6 separate regions of the Mus musculus genome follow, and all the other regions are linked to region 3. The links are chromatin contacts, called in public ChIA-PET and promoter capture Hi-C maps. All regions are on one chromosome and are shown on one strand. Each heading gives the region's core, a stretch centred on a gene start, on an enhancer-like site or on the middle of the called end of the contact. The rest is flanking DNA. Distances are from core to core; before and after follow the strand shown. Region 1 has its middle 37 kb from the start of Gm40959. Region 2 holds the start of Sncb (synuclein, beta). Region 3 holds the start of Uimc1 (ubiquitin interaction motif containing 1). Region 4 holds the start of Pfn3 (profilin 3). Region 5 holds the start of Higd2a (HIG1 domain family, member 2A). Region 6 holds the start of Dok3 (docking protein 3).

Region 1 (3,529 bases), core at 672-3,171, 260 kb before region 3:
TTCTTTCTTTCTTTCTTTCTTTCTTTCTTTTTCTCTCTCTGTCTCTGTCTCTGTCTCTCTCTCTCTTTCTTTCTTTCCTTCCTTTCCTTTTTAAAGATTTATTTATTTTATGTATATGAGTACACTGTCACTGTCTTCAGACACAGCAGAAGAGGGCATCTGATCACATTACAGATGGTTGTGAGCCACCATGTGATTGCTGGGAATTGAACTCAGGCCCTCTGGAAGAGAAATCAGAACTTTTAACCATCAAGCCATCTCTCCAGCCCCTTCAAATTCACTTTCACTTGGCCAGGTAACACACCTAGAGTTTGGGAATAGTGTGTGAACATCTTTAGGGGGACGGGGCCATTCTGTCCACCACAACCTCTTAGCCAGGTTCACCTGAAAGTGGCTTGTTGCTTTCAGAGCATTGATCCCGCTGCATGTGGTCTGACTGCTTCAGTTGTTTGTATGTTATCTATTCCCACCTCAAAAGTGTGAACTCTGCAAGGACAGGATTTGGCCACCTCACATCTTCCTGGGCACATTGTTGGCGTTGCATGACTCAGGGACAAAGAGAATTAGAGACCATGACCTCGGGTGCTCAGAGGGTGGGCCGACAGTTCGGCATACACAGAGACGCTGGGCAAGAAAGAGCCAGCCCGTGTGGTCAGAGGAGGGCGAATGGGGGGGAGGGGGTTCAGGTCCTGAGTGGACTGCTGTGCCCCGAGTTTGGGATAGATGCCCAGACTCATCCATTGGAGGGAGGGACAGAGAGATGAGTGGGCAACTCCAGCATAGGTGCAATGCAACACACAGGCTTTGCACCTGCCTGCTCGCTCGCCTGACTGGATTATCTTTCCTCTCCAACTGGGGGCCAGGATGCCAGCAGCCGTGTGTGTGTGTGTGTGTGTGTGTGTGTGTGTGTGTGTGTGTGTGAGATGGGAGCAGCCACATATTGGAATCAGACAAACAGGGCTCAAGTCTCACTCCTGCTGCTTACAATCATGGCCTTGAGCAAGAAATCTCACCTCTCTGTGGCCGTCACTGTGGCTGTTCACTCAACGATGTTGTCCAATCCACATGGTAGCTTACACCTGTGTGGAGTCTGGTTGCCAGTCTGCCTGGCAGCGGGTGGCACAGATCTGGCTAATGAGACAGAGATTCACAGGCTCTCCATGAATGACGCCCTGGTAATAGGGAAGGCCCTATATAAAAAGGGCCAAACTTAAATAGGAAGACTTGGATTTTGGGTTTTGTCCTCTCCTTCTTGCTTTAAATGTCAAATGACCACAGAAGAAGCAACCATGTGACACACAAGCCATGAGTATCCCGGAGGAAGATTACCACAGAGCAAGCAGTCTGTAGTCAATCACTCTCTGGAGAATAGATGGGTCTTTTGTAGGTATTTGGATACATTTTCTGAGCCTCACTCTCTATTAACTGGGCTAGGCATTTTGCTCACGGCTGTGTGCCAAGAATTCTTTTGCCAAAACCAAAGAGTGAGGTCCCTATTCTTCTTGTGTTTATGTTTGGGGGGGGGAGTTGTAGGGGTGGGGAGAGATGAGGGACTGACAGAGGACAGTAATTTCGAATGTAGATGCTATGACGTGAAGGGGATGTGATGGAGACAGTTGGCACATGTGACATGAGTTGGCGTGTGAGGCCTGGATCTTTATGGTGGAACCTTGTAGAAGTGAGTCCCGGGCTGGGACCTGAGTGTGTAGCTGCACACAGGGCAGAGGTTGGGAAAAGCCTGGACAGTGGCAACAGTGGCCATAAAGAAAGGCCTTGGCACAGAGGCAAATGGGCAGGTCAGGAAACAGGCAGTGAGCGACGGGAGAGTGGGAGGTGAGGCCAGATGGCGCTAGCATAGTGGATCTGTTTCAGATGCAGACAGGAAGCCACTGGAAGGCTTCTGTAGGGGGAGGGGGAGGAGGTGCACGGAGGGGACACCACTACTGCCGAGTTACAGGGCACATCACCAGCACCTAATAAACGTCCCATAACCAAGAGAGAGGGTGTGTTGAACCTTCCTCTTCTCAGGTTCCCGTGGCCCCTCTATACCCCAGCTCCAGATCCGGAGACCCCTTGGGCTGCCTTTTAAGTCCTCCCTCGGGGCCATTTGCTCCCTCCAGAGCAGACGACTATAATTGCTGCTTTCCACAATGACATAAAAATCTAAAAGGCACAATCAATACAGCGGCACACACATCATGGTTTTCATTGCAACAGATAAAAGTGTAAACAGCAGGGGTGGTGGAGCTCCTGAGGCTGCCGCTGGCTGTAGGGGGGCTCCCAAATCTGCAGCAGGATGTCAGGGGCTCCCGAGGCTGCAGCGGGGTGGGTGGGGGCTCCCAAGGCTGCGGGAGTGGGAGGCTGGGGCTCCTGAGGCATGGAGGGGTGCTCCTAAGGTTGTATGTGTGTGAGGTCTCGAGGCTGCAGGGTGTGGGGGGGGCTCCCAAAGCTGCGGGGGTGTTCCTGAAGCTGCAGGCTGTTCCCATTTGCAGTGGGGGTGGGAGGGTGGAGGGTTGGGGAGGTGAGGGGTTGGAAAGATGATGGGCGCGTGGAGGGGTGGGGGAAGAACTGCACTGGTCTCCCAGCCTATTCTTTTCTGCCTGAGATCCTTCTAGAAATGCTATCCTCTCCAGCCTGGGAATGGCTCCTGCCTTTAAAATCTGCTGGAAAATCGGGTTTTCTTCCTTCGAGATTCAGCAATCTCTGTTTTTACCCTCACTCCTGAATTCTGATCTGTCCCGTGCTTCCTCAAATCGCCTATGTCTCCCCAGATACGGTTCGAGGTGGCTTCCTAGATGCAGGTCTTAGGACAAGGGTGTCTCCGGAGCTTGGGAACTGGCCTTGACCCTGTTTCCAGCCCAGCCCTTGAGAATCAGCTTCTTTCCCTCCACGTCCAGCCTGCCACCCACAGCTTGCGTGGCAACGTGCACAGAAACATTCATGTCTCCAGCTCTCGCATCCTCCCGGCGACGACTTCCTCAAACTGGTTACTTAATGAACGTCATCCAATTCCGATTCTGTCTTGCCACAGCCTCATTTGCGAAAGCCAATCTGCTTTATGATTTTAACCTCTGGCTAGAAACTGCTCCCAATTTCATGTCATCCATAAACTTGATGAACGATTAGCTTGCTTCTCTGCAGTCGTTCATTTATCCCACCAGCACTTAGTGAGCGCCTACTGAATGTTAGGTGCTGGCTTTCACAATGGAAAGTGGTTTTGCCAATGCGGATCTCTTGCGCAGGTGGCGTACAAACCTGTAATGGTTTCCGTTCGTGAGATCTGCTGGCTTCTTTGGAGAGGAGGAAGCTTAAATTTACTTGAAGAAGCTGCAAGCAGGTTTTATAGAGTGAGAAGAAATGGTCTTCTTCATGTGTTCATATTCAGGAGCTCAGAGCCTTGCAGGGTCAGGCCTGCAGCCGTCTAGAGCTGCAGGCTTTGCTGTCTCCTGCACGCTCATGTCTACCTTAGCTCCATCCCAAGGCTGGGTGATAGCACACGGGAGGAAGAAAGTCTGCCTCTCCCTCTCTC
Region 2 (3,784 bases), core at 256-2,755, 330 kb before region 3:
GGTAGCTGGAGAGAGCCCGCCAATAACCAGGAAAGTGGGGCTTTCCAGCGGGATTTATACCCGGGCTTCTGGCTTTACCAGCTGTGTGACCTTGGGCAGAGTGGTTAACAGAGGGCCCCAGAGTCGCTGATCTGTAGACTAGCCCAGGAATGTTAGATGCTATAGCATTTCATTGCTCTTGGCCTCAGGTAAAGGTTCCCCACCAGGTCACTATTAATAGTGATGACGGGGTAAGAAAAAGGAAACTCTGGAGAGCTCAACACCTTGGTCCCTGGTTTTTCATTTGAACATCATCTCCACCAGCTCCCATCCCATCCCCACCTCCCAATTCCATGGACTGGCTGTGTCCCCAGTGACCCCTACTGACCTCGCCCATCTGCTGACTCATATTCTCATGCCCAGACCCCTCAATCACTCTGAGGACCCTTTCTGGTACCCTCAGGAGATACCCAGCCCTGCAGCCCCTTGCCCACCGACATAGAGGACGCCTTCCTTGGTCTTCTCTGCTGCCTCGGTGACCCCCTGCTTGGTTTTCTCAGCTGCAGCCACAACGCCCTCCTTGGCCATGGACAGGCCCTTCATGAACACGTCCATCCTGGCGGCCTGGGGAGGGCGAACACACAAGTGCCGGGGCGCTGGCTCTGCACCCTCACTCGGGCCCTCCCAGGGGACCTGGTGCCCCCTCCCTCCCTTCCTCAGACTTGGCGCGCTTCTGGGCCGGGAGCCCCCTCCTACCCTCTCTACTTCCCAGGTCTAGGCCTCAGAGCTATGCTGCGGCGAGTCCTAGCGTCCTTGAAACCCCGGGATGCGGGGAGGGGCCAGCACCTCAGTTATCCGGAGATCTGCAACCTGCAGGCCCGCAGAACCGGAAGCTAGGCTCGGCGCGAACACCGGGGCCTGTCTGTACACACAACAGTCACACGGTCTGCATACAAACACACACCATGGACATGCTCACGTGCACACACACAGAACACGGGGCGTTTAGAAGCGCATGGACACTCCGGCACACGGGCACGGACGCACGTCCGCACGTCCACCCAGACTGTAGCAATCAGAGAGGACAGACGCGCATCCTGCAGTGCACCTGCCCGCGCCCGCTTAGCGCTTTCCTTTTCTGTGCCCACGTTTCTCCCAGGGCAGTCTCCATCCCGCTCCTCATCTTACCCCAGATCCCCCTGGATCCCCAGTTCGGTGCTCTTTCCGGAGCCTCACCTGGGTTTCGGGGCCGGGCTGGGGGATGGAGCTGTGGTGGCGGCAGCGGCTGCTACTGCGAGCAGATGCGCGGGGCTGGGCTACGCTGGGTATGGATGGACTCGGGGCCAGTGGTGTCCTGCCGTGGTCAGGCTCTTGAGTCACCTTTCCTGAGCTGGAGTGCAGCAGTGCTCTGGCCTTGGGTGCTCTGCCACCAAGGATGCTACTCGCGCGCTCCGGCTCCGCTCCGGCTCCTGCTCCGGCGCTGCGGCAGCTCTGAGCTCAGCACTCCCCCCTGGTGGCCGCGCCGCCCCCTCCGCCTGACTGACAGGGGGCGGGGAGGGTGACATCTCCCCAGAGCAGGCGAGCCTCCAGGGGAGGGCCTCTGACGTGCAGCCGGGGACCCTAGTGCTGGAGAAGAGTAGTCTTTGAGGATGGTGGGAGGTGGCAATGCGGCGAGAGAGGACTGGTGTAGAAATTATGCGGTTGGCTTGGAAGTTCAGAGCGATTCCAATCCTAGCTGCGTTTGTTAGTAGCTGTGGGATCTTGAACTACCTACCTCACCTTTTGAAACGCAAGGTTCCTCTTCTGTAGAACCAATGGAGGGAGTCAATGCCCTTCTAGGCACCGCTTGGATGGGTGGTGCAGGTTGGGTGGAAACAGTGCTAAAGAAAAGCAGGGTTCGTATCTCAGGAAGACGCGCTCATGGCTGTGCAGAGACAAGAGGCAGGAAACAAAATCAATGTATCCACACTTGAATCATACAGGGTTACTTCAGCCTGTGAGAGTAGATAGGAAGACAGAGAAATGCTGATGTAAGAAATGGACTTGAGGCAAAGTAGGTAGACAGCAAAGGCCTCTTCCAAGAAACGACTTGGAATAGACAGATCCGGGAGAAGCAACAAGGTAGGCCTAGACAGGTGGGGGTGAGATCCACAGAACCAGACCCTCAAGGGCAAAGGCTGGGAGGCACCACCATGCTGACGGGCAGTCAGGATGCAGTGCAACCTGCTCAAGACCCAGACAAGAGCATATGGTTTATGGTTATGGGAGGGCATTCCAGATGCACGGCAGGACCTCAGTCAGTTCTATAAAAGAATTATACCCAAGCAGGTGTGGCATCCCAGATGAAAGGGACCCTGTGAGCTCAGGGAGTCAGGGAAAGAAGTAAAAAGGAAGTGGCACTTAGTTTGGGGCTCGTGGGGTGGGTAAGGTTTTCCCTCGGGAACAAGATCAGAAGAGCGTTTTAAGCTAACGATATATAACACAGATGAGGGCAGTGGTGGCAGAAGTGCTGGTCTGGGCGTTTGAGAGATGAGGTGTGCCAACAGCAGACAGTAGGGCACGGGGGGGGGGGGGATGCTCATGGCTGTGGTAGGGCTGTAAGTTGGCAGAGGCTTTAAGAAGGCCAGTTTGGCAGTGTTTCCTAGGACTATAAATGCATGCTCCTTTTGGATCAGCAGTGCCCCTTCCAGGAACTCACCCTGCGGATCTCTATTCTTGCGTGTGCACACTTACACGTGGGCCGGGACAGTCACTGTAGGAAACACTGACAATGCTCTAAACGTCCTCTTAGAGATCTGGTTACTTCCTTATAGCACATCCACCCAGTGGCACAGTGTGATGGTGTGGTTGGGAGCCATGAGCTGTCTCTCCCCTGCCCCCACCCCACGTATCAACAACACACTAATGAGTAAAGATGGTGTTAGTGAGAAGCCGGTGCAAAGATTGTAGGTGTTGAGCAAGCTGATTTCGATACATAGAAAATTATATTACATACTTACATATTTAACAAGTTATATGTAAGAATATAGTTTTATGCATAGCAATCTGTTTATTGTATATAAGTATTTGTATATATTAGATATAAGTGTATATGTGCACACTATTAAGTGTTTATCACAGACCATATGTATTATATACAAACATGTTCCATACAAATATACACATATAGTTGATCTTTTCTATCAAAGGGTTCTGCAACCTTAGACTCAACCAACAACCAATCAAGAAGACCAGCTGGAGAGATGGCCCAGTGACTGTTCTTCCAGAGGACCAGAGTTCAGTTCCCAGTGCCCTCATGAGGCTGTTCACCACCAGGTATAATTCTAGCTACAGGGAATCTTCTTGTCTCCACAGGCCTGTGGGATGTGCTCTTGTGTGTGTGTGTGTGTGTGTGTGTGTGTGTGTGTGTGTGTACACATATATACAGAATTTAAAAAAAAACAAATTTTAAACAAGAAGGAAAATTATGTAAACAAACATTATCTATGCTGAACACATAATTTTTTGTCGTTATCTTTTAAGTGATAGTTACCTAGCACCCTGCTGTGTCAGGTCATAGAAGTCCTCCAGGGTGATTAGAGTCTGCAGAAGGTGGGGTGCAGCCTATGTACATTGTCACACCATTATACATGAGGGCCTTGAGCATCCACTGATTTCGGTGCCTGCCGTGGGTCCTGGAATCAATCTCTGAGGGTACCCAGGGATGTCTGTACACATCCATCGCCAGGAAAGACAGGACTCTTTAATGACAGCCACAAAACCATAACTGAATTGCCTCGGAAGTGGGCAGAAAGGGGCAGTCCCA
Region 3 (3,750 bases), core at 846-3,345:
GCCCAGGCTGTCCTGGAACTCACTTTGTAGACCAGCTGGCCTCGAACTCAGAAATCCACCTGCCTCTGCCTCCCAAAGGTGTGCGCCACCACTGCCCAGCTTTTTAATATTTTTAAGTGTGTCTGTGTATACATGTACACAGGAGTGCAGGTTCTAACAATTTTTTAAATTATTTTTTATTTTAAAATTTAAAATAAAATTTATCTTTATTTTATTAAAAAAACATAGCCAGCTGGACAGTGGTGACACATGCCTTTAATCCCAGCACTTGGGAGGCAGAGGCAGGCGGATTTCTGAGTTTGAGGCCAGCCTAGTCTACAGAGTGAGTTCCAGGACAGCCAGGGCTACACAGAGAAACCCTGTCTCGAAAAACCAGTAATAATAGTAGTAGTAGTAGTAGTAGTAGTAATAATAATAATAATAATAATAATAACAATAATAGAGCCTTGAATTCCACCACTTGGGAGGCAGAAGCAGGAGGATCCCTGTAAGTTTGAGCCAGCATGGTCTACATAGCAATTTTCAGGCCAGGCAGAACTATATAGTGAGACTTTGTCTCAAAAACATAAAATAAAACTTATAAATGCACAAGGCTCTTGGAGTTGATCTCCAGCACAAAAGAAGAAGTGAGAAAGCTTGATAGAATAAACTCCTTTATCAATTGATTACAATTAAAAGTGATTTGTTTCTGTAACTGAGTAAAGTAAATGCATACCTATAAAATCTCTCTCTCTCTCTCTCTCTCTCTCTCTCTCTCTCTCTCTCTCTCTCTCTCTTACACACACACATACATACACATATAGCAACAGAATTCAGGGGAGATTATTCAGTGGGTAAATTCCAGCAGGTGGATAGTGAGTAGGGGGATCCCCGAGGAAGCCAGCCAGACATACCAACCAACTCCAAGAGACCCTGCCCCAATTAAGATGGAGAGACATTTAAGAAGATTCCCACTAACATCGGTGTAGTGGTGGAGGGTGGTGTGTGTGTGTGCCCGTGTGTGTGTTCACACCCAGTGTGCCCACAAGTGTGCAAAAATAAAAGATTTCAAACGCACCCGGAGCAATAAGTTATCACTGCCTGAATCAATAGACAAACTTGTAGGTTTCTCACACCCAATACTGAGGTTGTTTCTCTCAAGAACCCTAACGCGCCCTAACACATTAGGAACTTTAGTAAAAAAGGAGTTGGCAAGTGGCTATGCCGGGAAATGACACTCATGCGTCTGGCTCCACAAGTAGACTTTCTTTGACTGTGCTACAAACCCAACAACACCCTAACCATTGGGCTCACTTTTTCCGCAGCGTTGCCCGTACATCATATGATGACTACATGCAAGAAGCCTGGAGCGAAGTGGTCCAGATTCACACCCAACTCCATCTCTGAGAGGACCAACGCTCTGGTCTCACAGGTTTCTGACACACCGCCTGTCATCAGCCACGAGAGAAACGCACTAGGCTCGACTGGCTACGTTAAGTGGTAAATGATAGATTTCCAGGGGAAAATATTTCTCGGGAGACTGAGGCAGGAGGTTGGCGAGTTCTATAGAAGCCATCTTGGGTACCCTGTGAGTTCAAAGCCAACCAGAGCTACACAGAGAGACCCGGGTGGTAGCGGTGTCTCGGGCGGCCGAAGAACTAATGAAGCCAACTACCACAAGACAAGCAAAGTAACGTGGGGCAGGCAGCGGGCCTAGGCGGTCCTCGGACGGTCCGTTAGCCGGGCGGGCGACCAGGCTACCAGGAAGCTCGGATAGCAAGAGAGGGCGCTCCGGACGACGACCGCCGCCCGCAGAGGGAGGGGAACCCCGGGGGGCGCGAGCGCCCGGGCTGCCCGGCAGCTGCGAGAGCGACCCGGCCGGCATCGGCTTCCGCCCGGCCGAGAGGCCTAGTCGCTGCGAGGCGCGCCTCGGGAGCAGCGGCAGCCGCCCGGCAGACAGCGAGAAGCAGGCGGCCCCGACGGCCGCGGAGTGCAGAGGCGACGCGTACTCACCGCGGATCTGGCAGCGCCGCCCAGCGCCTCCTGAACGCTGGGGGTCGCGAGCGGCCGCAACTCTTTAGAAAGAGGAGAGCCCGCGCGGCGGCGCGAGGCGGCAGGGGCGGGGAGGGGCGGGGCGAGGGGCGGGGCGCGCAGGCGCGGAGCCCTGTGGGCCGCTGTATGCTCACACAGTTCCTGGGTCCCTGAGTGCTGTTAAGAGAGGGGTTTAGGGGAAACCAAAGAAAGCCAATAGGGTCCCTAGACACCCTTCGAAATAAGCTCTGCTGCATCAAGCTTCCTCTGGTTAATTTATTTGCATGAATCCAAAATTACGTTCAAATTAAATGTTCACATGACTAGTTAGAAACTCTCAGATGGTATAATGTTAATTAATGTCTGATCGTCTTAGCGGAATTTAAGCATCCTAAAACACAAAAATACTGAATCTTGCTCTCTGCTAAGGAGAGATTACAAGAGTGGAGGGCGGGTATGATTGTAGGGGGAGATGAGTGGGATGGAGTGCATGATGTGAAATCCACAAAGAACCAATAAAAAGTAAAAAAAAAAAAAAAAACTAAAATAATAATAATAATACTGAAATTTCTACAACATATATTTCCTTGAAATATATGCTCCAGAAAGTCCATTTCCTTGAGGAGGAAAAAAAAAAAAAGGCAACAGCAGAAATGTCAAAGGTGAATAAAATATGAAATATTCCTACAATAAAATTTAACAAATAAAACTCAAGGTTTGATAGCGCCTAAAAAAATCTTACTAAGCTGGGCGTGGTGGCGCACGCCTTTAATCTCAGCACTCAGGAGGCAGAGGCAGGCAGATTTCTGAGTTCGAGGCCAGCCTGGTCTACAAAGTGAGTTCCAGGACAGCCAGGGCTATACAGAGAAACCCTGTCTCAAAAAAAAACAAAAAAACAAAAAACAAAACAAAACAAACAAACAAAAAAATCTTACTGAAGGGGCTGGAGAGATGGCTCAGTGGTTAAGAGTACTGACTGCTCTTCCAGAGATCCTGAGTTCAGTTCCCAGCAACCACATGGTAACCATCTGTAATGAGATCTGATGCCCTCTTCTGAAGACAGCTACAGTGTACTCATATACATAAAAATAAATCTTAAAAAAAAATCTTACTGAAGCCAGGACTTTTATCTCAGAACTCAGAAGGCATTGGTAGGTCCGTTTCCCCACCTCTCCCAAAAAGGGGATGGTGGTGGTGACGGTGGTGGGTAGTCTCACTGAAATTATAGCAAGCCAACAAATGTGAACACTCTCATATGCTTTTCATAAGCTTACAAAAAGTAGTTCATAGTTTGTGGGAAACAGTACTCCTAAAAGCATAGGTTAATGGACCAGATGATAGATGGATACATCGTGGTAATGATAAAGCAATGGGAGGAGGAGACAAATAGAAAGTGGAATAAACAGGACCTCAGCTAGGGGTCAAAAACCAGGACTAACGACACATGCCACAACTTTGACTCTGGCCCGAGCTGCCCAAGTAATAAGCCAAGCGGGGCTGCATTCCACTTGGCAGCTCCGCTCCTTTATCTGTATGTACTTGACACGGGTTCCTCTCCAACACACCCTGCAATCTCAAATCCTCCACCCGAGCCAGCATCAGGCTGTGCACACTCCCATCTCTGAGCAGTCTCTATTTTAAGTGTGTGACCGATTTATTCAGATATGAAGAACAGAAAGGCCGATCTGGTCTGAACTGGTTTTTGTCTTGCGAAGAACCAATGCTGCCTTCTGCACACAT
Region 4 (3,456 bases), core at 528-3,027, 310 kb after region 3:
CCTCGCTGGATGCACTCTTTGCAGCCCCTGGATGGCCTTATCACAAGAGCCACCTTGTGTTATGCCAGGCCCGAGCCCCGTTCACCCCAACTTCCCCCTAGAGTCTTCCTGGAGGAGCTTCCCCCAGCCACGCCCTCCCCCCGCCTGGCACTGCCTGCTCACCACAATGCCACCCGTCTCTAGGCTACAGGCCCCGACTACTGCCTGGAACGAGGAGTGGTATTTTTACAATGCCCACAGTAGAAAGACAGAGCATGTGTGTGTGTGTGCACACATGTGTAGATGCGTGTCACTTGAGGTACATGCTTTTGTGCCACCCTTGGGTACCTGTGCATATTAAGGGCCACAGTGGCATGGGCTTTTGTAATTAAGAGGTAGTGTGCACAAATACATGCTAGGTACTGAGCCTGTGTGACCATTAGTGCGGGTGTAATGTGAGTACACTGTGTGGGTACAGGGGGGTGCAGATGCCTAGGGAGTCTCCAAACTTTTCTGGAAAGAGTCAGCTATACCCTCTCATCTTCTCACAACTCTTGTACCAACAGGAGGGACAGAAGAACAGCTGGCCTTCTGTATACATGGGCCTTACTTCTGCCAATTCTGCTAACTGTGCATAGAAAAAAAAAGTTGAAAGTTGCATCTGTCCTGATCATATATGGGCTTTTTTAAAGAAATCATATTCCTTACCCCTACGGCACAATAATTCTTTACATGGCTTTTATATTGGGTATCTAAATCACCTGGAGGTCACACACCAGGGGATGCAGGTTGATTCTTTGCAAACACTGTCGCTTTATAAAAGAGACTTGAGCACCTGAGGATTTAAGTATTCTGAGGTATCATGGAGCCAAATCTCCAAGCATACAGAGGGACACTCGCCTTTAGTCTGAATCCCACAGACCTTGGCTGGTGTGTGCTGGGGAGGGAGATGCTGAGAGACACTCCGTTGTTCACTGTGAAGCCTACTTGTGTGGAAAGTTCTGTGAGAAAGATTGCTGAAGCCTGAGGTAGAGTTTGAGAATTTGCCACCCCAATATTCCTAATCAGGTGTGGGGTCTCTGGAACCCTGGGAAGGTGCCAGGACCAAAGGCCTCTATATGGCATCTACCACAGGAGTAGGGAACAGGGCCCAGGAGGCCTGGAGGACCACCAGGATTATTTTGTTCTGCAAGAATCTCCCCATAAGCTAGTTTTCTTGTTTGCAACTCCTCACAAATACACAGAGGATACCTCTCAGAGCACCCAGTTCACGGTTTATTCTGGTCTCCCTACCAACCACGGGCGGTCTAGCTGTCCTACTAAGAGCACTGCTCACGCAGCCCACCAATCAGATCGTGCACTGTCTTATTGAGGATGCCTCCATGCACGCCTCGTCTGCCCATGAGCACCAGGAGCGCCCGTGGCGTGTGGCCCACACAGATTGCACGCCCGTCTAGCCCCTTGGTGCGCGCATCCAGTACGCCGTCACCCTCGGCCAGCAGGTAGTCACGGATAACGCAGCAGCGGCGGCCTGCCACGCTCAGACCCGTCTGCAGAAAGGTGTGCCGGTCTGGCCCGGTGAGCACACCCACCTCCTGCGGGGAGATGGCAGCCAGCAGACCCCCAGGCCGTGATGCCCACACACAGCGATTGTCCGAGTGGCCCACGATAGCCACGTCATCGATCCGCTGATCCCGCAGCACTGCACTGATGTAGCCCTTCCAGTCACTCATCTCCGCTCAGTCAGTCCCAGCAACTTGTGCTTGCATTAGGGGGGGTGGCCGGCTGCATTCAGAGCTAAGAACACTGGCAGCATGCCCGAAGTTCGCAGGGCGGGGCTGTGACGTAAGGCAAACGTCACAGAACATCTAACTAGGAGGAGAAGGAGAGGGCGGTAGAGTTGGTGGGGGTTCGGGGGCGGTTCTAAAAGTAGCATGTAGGAGGAAATGGAAGAAGATGGATGAGAGGCTGGAAAGGTGGCTCAGCGTTAAGAAAGAGCATTCATTACACAGAGCCTGAGTTCCGTTCCCAGCATCACCTCTTTTGGCCTACAAAGCCTGTAACTCCCACTCGAGAGATCTGACAACTCCTGAGGCAAGCTCACACACAAACACACACATGATTTAAAATAAAATAAAATAAAAAAATAAATAAAAAAAGGTCCCGCAACTGAGTGCCATTTTCAGAGGACCAGAGTTCAATTCCCAGCACCCAGGTAAAGCAGTGCATCTGGCTTGCTTGGGCACCTGCACTCATGTCCACAGAAACACATAAAAGTCTTGATTTTTTTTGTTTTTGTTTTGTTTTTTGTTTTTTCTCTGTATAGCCCTGGCTGTCCTGGAACTCACTTTGTAGACCAGGCTGGCCTCGAACTCAGAAATCCGCCTGCCTCTTCCTCCGAGTGCTGGGATTAAAGGCATGCGCCACCACTGCCCAGCAATTTAAAAGTCTTGAAAAAATTTTTTTAAGATTTATTTATTATATGTAAGTACACTGTAGCTGTCTTCAGACACACCAGAAGAGGGCATCAGATCTCATTACGGGTGGTTGTGAGCCACCATGTGGTTGCTGGGATTTGAACTTCGGACCTTCGGAAGAGCAGTCGGGTGCTCTTACCCACTGAGCCATCTCACCAGCTCAAAAGTCTTGAAATTTTAACTTTTTTTTTTTTAAAGACACATTTAGGACTGGAGAGATGGCTCAGTGGTTAAGAGCACTGACTGCTCTTCTGAAGGTCCTGAGTTCAAATCCCAGCAACCACATGGTGGCTCACAACCATCCTTAATGAGCTCTGACGCTCTCTTCCGGTGCATCTGAAGACAGCTACAGTGTACTTAGATATAATAAAAGAAATGTATTTATTTTATGTATATGAGTACAATGTCGCTGTCTTCAGACATACCAGAAGAGGGCATTGGATCCCATTACAGATGGTTGTGAGCCATCATGTGATTGCTGGGAATTGAACTCAGGACCTCTGGAAGAGCAGTCCGTGCTCTTAACCACTGAGTCATTCTCTCTCCAGCCCAAATTCTCAGGTTTTTAATTATTAAAAAAGTGCCAGGCATGGTGGTGCACGCCTTTAATCCCAGCATTCAGGAGGCAGAGGCGGGCGGATTTCTGAGTTCGAGGCCAGCCTGGTCTACAAAGTGAGTTCCAGGACAGCCAGGGCTACACAGAGAAAGCCTGTCTCGAAAAACCATAAAAAAAAAAAAAAAAGGCTCAGACAGTAAGGGTGCATTGTCTTATAAGCCTGGTGGCCTGAGTTTTATCACCAGAGCCCCCACAAAGGCAGAAGGAGAGAACTGGCTCCACAGAGTTGTGCTCTGACCTTCACACCACACTGTGACACACTCATAACACAAACCACATTTTTTTCTTTTTTTTTTTAAGATTTATTTATTTATTTATTTATTTATTACATGTAAGTACACTGTAGCTGTCTTCAGACGCTCCAGAAGAGGGCATCAGATCTCA
Region 5 (3,952 bases), core at 405-2,904, 510 kb before region 3:
AAGAACACAGCCCACACTCACCATTTACCACATAGGGCTTCCGTACAAGATCCCGGGGTCGCTCCTCCGTGTCTACCTCCATGGCCTTTACCTGTAAAGAACAGGTTTGAGACCAACAGACAAGCACCTTTGGTCAGAGTTTGACCAACGTTAGGGAAGGACATTCCCTATGGAAACACAACTATGTCTTGTATCAGAAAATCCTTGCCCAAAGTCACTAGAACCAGATCACACCACACACGGTATGTTCATGCTCACACTCACATGTCATACCACACACAGTATGCTCATGCTCACACTCACATGTCACACCACACATGGTATGTTAATGCTCACACTCACATGTCACACCACACATGATATGTTCATACAGTTGCATATGACACCCACAGTAATATTTTTAACAAGCAATTCATCTTTCTGCCTATATCTATGCTTTCCTTACTCTGCTGTGTAGTAGCACCACAAAAACCATGTGCATGAAGAGCGCTTTATAAGTTACAGGGAGCCATGTCCGATAGCTTCTTCATGGGGAGGACTTACCTGCCAGTGCTTAGTTATAATTTTACTAAAAAAAAAAAAAAAAAAAAAAAAACTCTTGGGGTAAGCCGGGGGGTGTTGGTGCACGCCTTTAATCCCAGCACTTGGGAGGCAGAGGCAGGCAGATTTCTGAGTTCGAGGCCAGCCTGGTCTACAAAGTAAGTTCCAGCACAGCCAGGGCTATACAGAAAAACCCTGTCTCGAAAAACGAAAAAACAACAAAACAAAAAAAACCCCTCAAGCTCTGGGGGACAGAAAAAGATACATTCTAGAAAATTCCACTGACCTGAGAAGAAATGGTAAGCAGAGGAGGGGGCGTGAATAAAGGAGGTCGTTAAAGGTCTTTGACCAGAATTAGTGCAAGCAAAATGACTTTATCACAAATATGGGAAGTAAGTGTGTGTGTGTGTGTGTGAGAGAGAGAGAGAGAGAGAGAGAGAGAGAGAACAAATTCTGAAACTCTGCTCAGTGAAGGAACGTCAGGTGGGAAGGAAAATAGGAAGCGGCTAGTGTGGAGATGGGGAAAGTGCTTTGCGTTATCAGTACCTTCTTCTTACGGAGGGGAACCGCCTTGTTGGGGTCCATGGCCAACCCCATCTCCGCCAGGTTCTGCCGCACGGATTTGGTGTGGTCCCAGGCATGTCGTATGTGGGAACTAACATCAAAGAGAGAGAGAGAAATCGAGATTCTGTCACCTCACCTTAGATCCCAGCCCAGGCCCCCGCCTCCAAACTGGCCCCTCACCACTCAATCCGTGGCGCTGCCTTCCGACGAGCATTCCGGTTCAGACGCTTTCGGTTGACGTTGTAACCGAACTTCTGCCTCCGAGTCTTTCCCTTAGCCTTGGGCATCTCGCTAACTGCCCCAACAGCAGCTCAAACCCTTGAAACAGCAGCTCAAACTCAAGAACCACGCTCTCAGAGCCGCGTGTTAATAGTCTCCGTCCACCCGTGCGCGCAAGGATTCTTGGGAAATGTAGTTTTAGTAGTTAGTGCCTCCACATTCACTTACTACAACTCCCAGAAAGCAACGGGCAATGGCGCCTGCGTGCTACACTCAGCAAGCTATTTCCCCGCCCCGTAGTGACCTCATCAGAAGGCGGGGTCCGGTGTCCGGATTTGTGTCCTACCTATTTCTGTGCTGGTGGGTATGGCGGCTCCCGGTCCTGTGAGTCCAGAGGCGCCTTTTGATCCGTCCAAGCCCCCAGTTATCGAGGGCTTCAGCCCCACGGTCTACTCCAACCCAGAGGGCTTTAAGGAAAAGTTTATTCGCAAGACCCGTGAGAACCCAATGGTGCCTATAGGTAAGTGTGTGCTGTAGGAACGGAAGACCGAGAGGACAGCGGTTTCGTAGGGAAAGGAAATAGGGGTGGATCAAGTAAGCCTGGGGTTTGGGAAGGGGAGCGGACCAGAGGTGTGACGAAATGACGGTGCGGGGTGGGGGGTGACTGAAACGAATCGGAATGCATTGCGGGGCTTGGGACTAGATGAAGCAGACTGTAGAACTGCCCTCCTGTTGTGGCTCTGGGAAAGCTGGGACGGGCTACATCCTTAAGGGACCTGCAGGACCCGACCTGTTGCCTCCCGCGTGTGTTGTCCTCTCCCCAGGCTGTCTGGGGACGGCGGCTGCCCTCACCTATGGCCTTTACTGCTTCCACCGCGGCCAGAGCCACCGATCCCAACTCATGATGCGCACCCGGATCGCTGCACAGGGTTTCACGGTCGTAGCCATCTTGTTGGGGTTAGCGGCATCTGCTATGAAGTCTCAAGCCTGAGTATAGCCGGGTCTTAAAGCGCCATGGAAACCATTACAAAACCCAGGAACAACAGACATCCCTGTCAGACTTGCTCCCTCCGTTTCAGACCGGACCTTATTGTCATTTGGGTGAGGAAGTGGCCGATTTTGTAACTGATTTGCGCTTCCACCGCTGCCCCCTCCCGCTCCCAAAATCCCAGGTTCATTTCAGTTGGGTTGCATGCTTCTATTTGTGATGCGTCCCCTTAATTACTTAATAAAAGCTTATTACACTTGTATGTGATGAACTATTTCTTAATCTCATTCCTACGATCAAAACCATGATTTTTCCTTTAAATTTTTAAGAGGGAACAGGCTGTCAGTAGGACTGGCCTTTAAAAATCAGCTAGGTCTGACAGTGCATGCCTATTGCCTTAACTGTTCTGAAGGTTGAGGGAGAAGAAAGAATCTTGCCTGACTGCACATGACTTCAAGAGTTCAAGATCACCGGGCAGTGGTGGCACATGCCTTTAATCCCAGCGCTTGGGAGGCAGAGGCAGGTGGGTTTCTGAGTTTGAGGCCAGCCTAGTCTACAGAGTGAGTTCCAGGACAGCCAGGGCTATACAGAGCCTGTCTCGAAACCCTGTCTCGGAAAAAAAAAAAAATGCAAGATCACTCAGTAGAGTAACTTAGACTCTGTATCATTTAAAATGGCCTGAGGGTACAGCTCAGCAGTACAGTACATAGTGATTGTGAGGCCGGAGGTTTATTCTCCAGTTGTGAAAGAGGAACATAGAGCCTAGTGCTATCCAAACTTTCCTCGGCACTGTCAAGTTACTTGGGGCACTGGTTAAAAGTAGAGATTCCCAAATGTTCATTCTTGGGATTCTAATTCAGTGAGCTGTTTGATGTAATACGGGAAAGTTTGCCAGCAATTTCCAAGTTTCTGTAGCCTGTAGATGAGGCCTGTCGTGGTCCTGTTGTGAGTCAGGATGTTCAAACACACACCACCACCATTCTTTGACTACTTCTCTTACTCCGGTGCAGCCTCCTCTGCGACCCTCCACTCTGCTGATCTCTTTACCACTCCAGCTTTTGACACAGGCGTCTCAAAGGCATTTGTGATCTGTAGTCACTGTGTTGCTTTGAGGAACCGAATCCTCCCATGGGTCACCCTGCCTCTCTGAATACCTCCTGAAGGGGAAAGGGAAGAAAGTGAAGATACATTTCTTGGGCCCTGACATGTTTTCAATCTCTGAGTGGAAGGTCCGTGACTAGAGCTAGGTGTTTGTATCTCCATCATGATCTTAACCACAAGGCATATTGCCAGTGTGGAACACTGCATTGTGAAGCCCTCAGGATGCAAGAACAGGGCATAAGGAGCTGAAGATGGTGCCGTATTTAAAGGTAATGTCCACCTAGTGTTATGATGCCCCCACCCCCTAAAATACATTTAAAAGTCGAACTCCAACTCTTAATTTTTTAGGCCTTATTTGGCAATAGGACTTTACAGCCATGACCATCAATAGTTAAAATACAGTCTTTAAGGTGGGCTTTAATCCAGTAATACTGGTATCCATTGTTTTAAAATTTATTTAGGAGTTCTCCCCACTCCCCTCTCTCTCTCTGCATGTACACACGCATGCCAGAAGAGGGTATCAGATCCCATTACAGATGG
Region 6 (3,963 bases), core at 1,433-3,932, 430 kb after region 3:
ACATTCACAAGTTTGTACAGTTGTCAGCAGCACCTAATCCAGAACCTGTCATTGTGTCCAACGGAAGCGTGTCCCCATGAGGCAGCTGTCGGAACCCTCTCCCTGTGCACCACATGCACCTGCCGCCTGGCTATGCAGATAGCCTTATTCTGAGAGTCCTGTGAAGTTTAAACATTAGGAAATCGCACATGTTGCCCTTTGGTGTCTTATGTCATATTTCAGCATTAGCTGTTCTTTATCTTGGTTTTGAGACAGGGTCTCAAGTAGCCCAGGCTGGCCTGGGGCTGGCCACAGAACTGATCCTTCTCCCTCTGCCTTCCAAGTGCTGAGGTCATAGACTGTGGCACCTGGCCCAGCCCAAGGTCCTGTTTTTCTCTTCCTTGGGGGATGGTCACGTGATGTCTCAGTGTGGAGGATTACACAGTGCTGCCGTGAGCACTGGCCCACGTTCTGCCCACACCTTTCATTCTCTGGGCTATATGTCAAGTGGGAGAACGGCAGCCGTATAATGACGTCATGATGGATTTTTTTTTTTTTTTTTTTTTTGTTTTTGTTTTTTCGAGACAGGGTTTCTCTGTGTAGCCCTGGCTGTCCTGGAACTCACTTTGTAGAACAGGCTGGCCTTGAACTCAGAAATCCACCTGCCTCTGCCTCCGAGTGCTGGGATTAAAGGCGTGTGCCACCACGCCTGGCTGATGGATTTTTTTTTAAAGTGGTTACTACCTATTGTTATATGTAAGGATGCTGTGTCTGTGTGCCACATACGTACAGTGCCCATGGAGGTCAGAAAGGGGTGTCTGAACCCCTGGGACTTATAGTTGTGAGCTGCCATGTGAGTGCTGGGAATTGAACCCAGGCCCTCCACAGAGCAGCCAGTGCTCTTAACTACTGAGCCATCTCTCCAGCTGCTCTGCCTCCCAAGATCAACTTGCTGAGGAAGTCAGGCGTGTTTGTCTCTTCTGTCATGAACCCAGAGACTTTACCACCATTAGTCTCTGGCTTTAATACCCAAAGCCATCCCCTTTGGTCCATCAGAAAACCTCTCACCCACACGTGGCCCAAAGTGGATTCAATAGGCTCTCACTGAACATTCCAATGTCTTCACACTTGTGTGCCTAAGCCGCTGGTTGGCCTACTTCTGCTCCTTTACACACACCATGTTTTCCTGCCCCAGGGCCTTTGCTCATGATACCATTGTATTCCAGTACCTGTCCATTTGGCTCAGACACCTGTCTCAGACCACTGCCTTGGGGGCTTGCTCTTGTCATTCAGGGCTCAGGCCCACACATCCTCCTGACCTACGGTTTCATTTTCTCTATAACATGCATAGAATATAGGATCCTTCTATGGGTTTCTAAGCTGTTGCTCATATTCACAGGGTTTGGCAATGTTTACCATGTGGCAGGATCTGACTAAGCAAGGACATGGGTGAGCGGGGTGAGGTGGTCCCAGCAGGCTAGTTCATGTCATACTCACCGGGAAGGCCAGCTGACAGATGGGGTCCACCCAGGACTGGCGGTGCTGTGCAGCCAACAGGTGGCTTCGCTCAGTGGTGGTAATCAGGAAGGCACCAGTGTCCCTGGGACAGCTCTCGCCATCCGCAGGCAGGACAGATACACAGTCAGCCAAGCGTATGACCCGGCGTTCCCCTCGACGGCTGGGCCCTGTGGACCTGTCGCCTGCTGGTCCCAGGCCACCATCACGCACGTCCCAGCTTTCTAGCCGAGCTACCCCTGATGGGCCTCCCGCATACAGCAGAGCCCACACTTTGCGCCAGCATTTCTGTAAGAAAGGAGACCCTTGGGAAGAAAGCCACCCCTGCCCTTTGGCTCTGTGCAAGCTGCTTAGCAACTGGCTGGCTGACTTCTGCCTTCCTAAGACTTTGGGCTACAGAGGAAGGAGGAGGCCTTGCTGGGGCTGGGGTAGGCAAGGAGAAGTCCATACTTGGGGTTGGTCAGCCCTGAGTTCAAATCACACCTTGCCTTCATCTGGATGACCTGCACAGTTAATAGTATCTAGTGGTTGGAGCAGAGCAACTGACACTGTTGTTACACAACCCAAAAGGGCACTTGGGCCATGGGCTGGGTGGGGTGGGAAGCCGGCCTCTGCTTCATGCTGGTAAGGAAGGAAACATGCAAATGACATCTAGCGAAGGAAACAGACGGTTTATCTGCCCAGGCGCAGCTGTAGCTCAACTGTGGGTGTACAGTCTGATGCTCAAGGAGAAAAAAATAAAAAAACGAATCCTCACCCCATCTCCTCCCCAGTACCTGGAGAACCAGCCTTTGTCTGCTCCATCCTCGGAGGGCTCCTGCCATACAGGCCCTGGCCTTCTCCAGGAGCCTTGGAGCCATTATATACATAGGTTTTGATTCTTATAGTCCTCTCGTGGTCTGGGCATCTCTACCACTATATGAAGCAGTCTTACAAAGGATGCTTCATCCCTAACCTTCTTGGGCCAAGAGCCTCCACTCTCAAATTGCCGGGTTTCACCTCACCCAGACCCCGTCCCCAGTTCCCTCAGGTCTAGTTAAGCTGTGGCTAAGCAGGGGTTTCCCTCCTCTGCCCACGGCTGGCAGCCTGGGGTTCCCACCTTGCCAAACTTTACGTGCTGCTGGTAGAGGATGCCGTCTTTGACCGGGGGCTCCACAGACTCCATGGCCACCGCAGTTCTGAAGTTCCGGGGAGACTGGTACAGGCTGGACAGGAACTTCTCTTACTTCTCGTTTTTTGGCCACTTCCCCCTCCCTCTGTCCAGAGACAGCTGCAGGGCCAGGGGGAGGGGAGCCCGGGCTTCACTTAAGGGACAGTGCTCAGAACCAATCTCTCCCTTAGGGTTCTTGCTGCTCCAAGGAGACCATACCTGCCTATGGGGAGCTTGAGGCCAGTGGGGTCGGGGATGGGGTGCAGGGCAAGGACCTCCTCTTGCACATGCACCTGGATCAGCCGGATCTGAGTGTCTGACCACAGGGTGGACACCCTGAGTCATGAGCTCCGAACTCTCCCCCATTCCCAGCCAGCTGTGTACCGTGAGGAGGGGAGTGCACAGCCTTGGCCCCTTCTCTTTCCACATTGCTCAACTGGCTGCCATTCTGAGTGGCACATTTGCCTCTCTTGTAAAACTGGGATCAACCCAGGGCCTTGCGTGTGCTAAGGCAACTGCTGTTATCACTCAGAAATATTTCTAAAGCTCACTTTCTTCTCTCGATCTTCACACCGCCTGGACCCTCCCTGGCTGTGTCCACCAATTCTGTTGTTCCCTTGAGTCTAGTCTGGGCAACTCCACACCATTTGTTCTTGCTTGCCTTTAATCCCTGAAGTGCAGTTCTTCAGATGAGGCCCTTCTGGGCACCCCTTACCACTGCTCTGCCCTGCCACAGGTAGCTGCTTCCTCCTGGAGGCCTTCCCTGACTGCTCTCCAAGGCTGGAGAGTGAAGCCCCACACAACAGACATTTTAGGCAGCAGGCCACAAGGGCTCCATATCCAGTCTCACTGTTTGTCATGAGTGTAGGCGGCAGGCCCCCAGTATGCTCCCCAGGGAGGTCACATGCTTTAAAGGGTTGCTTCCTGCCCAGTGGCTTTGCCCTACCCCACCTGACCTGCCTTGTTGGAGGCCAGTATTGGGGCTTTGCATGAATACAAATTATGGAAGTATCTTGTCACCTGTGTAATGTCACCTTGGGTAAGAATGCTGTAACCCAGCTGAGGAATGCTGTTTGGGGGTGGGGGTGTCACACAGTACACATGGAAATACATCCACGAGACCTTTGGCACCTGGCTCCATGCCCACCGTGGTTGTGGCCCAGGCAGCTCTAAGCTCATACAGCCTGATTCTGCCCTCTTTTCTCATTGACAGTTCAGCGATGAGGAAATCAAGGCTGATAACTTGAGTAACTTGCCTGAGGCCACACACCGAGTGACAGCCAGCCTGAGCAACTGCTGCCTTTGCTGAGTCAGCACAA

Evidence for each region. Promoter capture Hi-C pulls out the DNA fragments that hold promoters and counts their contacts. ChIA-PET counts read pairs in DNA pulled down with a chosen protein or histone mark. Capture Hi-C pulls out chosen DNA fragments and counts their contacts.
Region 1: a contact with region 3 is called in a promoter capture Hi-C map of hippocampal neurons, with 3 times the contacts expected there. The contact joins the enhancer-like site here to the promoter of Uimc1 in region 3. A contact is called at or near these places in 2 of 39 promoter capture datasets (cranial neural crest and hippocampal neurons), 5 of 115 datasets of contacts at active chromatin or transcription factors (the NIH/3T3 cell line, embryonic basal ganglia, embryonic hindbrain and 2 more) and 3 of 9 other capture datasets (adipose tissue, liver and macrophages).
Region 2: a promoter capture Hi-C map of second pharyngeal arch cranial neural crest shows a contact between it and region 3, with 7 times the contacts expected there. The contact joins the promoter of Sncb here to the promoter of Uimc1 in region 3. A contact is called at or near these places in 12 of 39 promoter capture datasets (the SN4741 cell line, cranial neural crest, embryonic stem cells and 5 more), 1 of 484 Hi-C or Micro-C datasets (embryonic stem cells), 14 of 115 datasets of contacts at active chromatin or transcription factors (SST interneurons, embryonic basal ganglia, embryonic forebrain and 8 more) and 3 of 9 other capture datasets (adipose tissue, liver and macrophages).
Region 4: a contact with region 3 is called in a promoter capture Hi-C map of pancreatic islet. The contact joins the promoter of Pfn3 here to the promoter of Uimc1 in region 3. A contact is called at or near these places in 1 of 115 datasets of contacts at active chromatin or transcription factors (memory CD8 T cells) and 2 of 9 other capture datasets (liver and pancreatic islet).
Region 5: an RNA polymerase II ChIA-PET map of memory CD8 T cells shows a contact between it and region 3, with 34 read pairs. The contact joins the promoter of Higd2a here to the promoter of Uimc1 in region 3. A contact is called at or near these places in 8 of 39 promoter capture datasets (cranial neural crest, embryonic stem cells, erythroid cells and 5 more), 1 of 115 datasets of contacts at active chromatin or transcription factors (memory CD8 T cells) and 1 of 9 other capture datasets (adipose tissue).
Region 6: a promoter capture Hi-C map of liver shows a contact between it and region 3, with 4 times the contacts expected there. The contact joins the promoter of Dok3 here to the promoter of Uimc1 in region 3. A contact is called at or near these places in 6 of 39 promoter capture datasets (embryonic stem cells, hippocampal neurons, liver and 2 more), 2 of 484 Hi-C or Micro-C datasets (embryonic stem cells and neutrophils), 1 of 115 datasets of contacts at active chromatin or transcription factors (microglia) and 1 of 9 other capture datasets (liver).

The regions. Positions count from the first base shown.
Region 1 is chr13:54,835,775-54,839,303 of GRCm38.p6, forward strand. No RefSeq gene overlaps it. Among named protein-coding and RNA genes, the nearest start is that of Gm40959, 37 kb to the right of the region's middle. Within about 2 kb of position 1,922, at least 27 of the 459 cell types and tissues checked have an H3K27ac peak or open chromatin away from gene starts, as enhancers often do. A contact at or near this core is called in embryonic limb bud and hippocampal neurons, where this site is marked.
Region 2 is chr13:54,765,090-54,768,873 of GRCm38.p6, forward strand. It overlaps Sncb (synuclein, beta), which reads right to left and starts at 1,506. Exons shown (of 6, transcript NM_033610.3): 1 at 1,216-1,506; 2 at 474-603. The coding sequence starts at 594.
Region 3 is chr13:55,098,205-55,101,954 of GRCm38.p6, forward strand. It overlaps Uimc1 (ubiquitin interaction motif containing 1), which reads right to left and starts at 2,096. Exons shown (of 15, transcript NM_011307.3): 1 at 1,993-2,096.
Region 4 is chr13:55,413,455-55,416,910 of GRCm38.p6, forward strand. It overlaps Pfn3 (profilin 3), which reads right to left and starts at 1,778. Exons shown (of 1, transcript NM_029303.2): 1 at 1,234-1,778. The coding sequence starts at 1,712. The coding sequence ends at 1,299. Slc34a1 (solute carrier family 34 (sodium phosphate), member 1) reads left to right here. Exons shown (of 13, transcript NM_011392.2): 13 at 1-1,241. The coding sequence ends at 183.
Region 5 is chr13:54,588,577-54,592,528 of GRCm38.p6, forward strand. Higd2a (HIG1 domain family, member 2A) reads left to right here and starts at 1,655. Exons shown (of 2, transcript NM_025933.3): 1 at 1,655-1,843; 2 at 2,148-2,571. The coding sequence starts at 1,690. The coding sequence ends at 2,314. Nop16 (NOP16 nucleolar protein) reads right to left here and starts at 1,498. Exons shown (of 5, transcript NM_178605.4): 1 at 1,285-1,498; 2 at 1,087-1,195; 3 at 22-91. The coding sequence starts at 1,391. Cltb (clathrin, light polypeptide (Lcb)) reads right to left here. Exons shown (of 6, transcript NM_001347512.1): 6 at 3,810-3,952.
Region 6 is chr13:55,525,856-55,529,818 of GRCm38.p6, forward strand. It overlaps Dok3 (docking protein 3), which reads right to left and starts at 2,683. Exons shown (of 5, transcript NM_013739.2): 1 at 2,594-2,683; 2 at 1,477-1,782. The coding sequence starts at 2,659.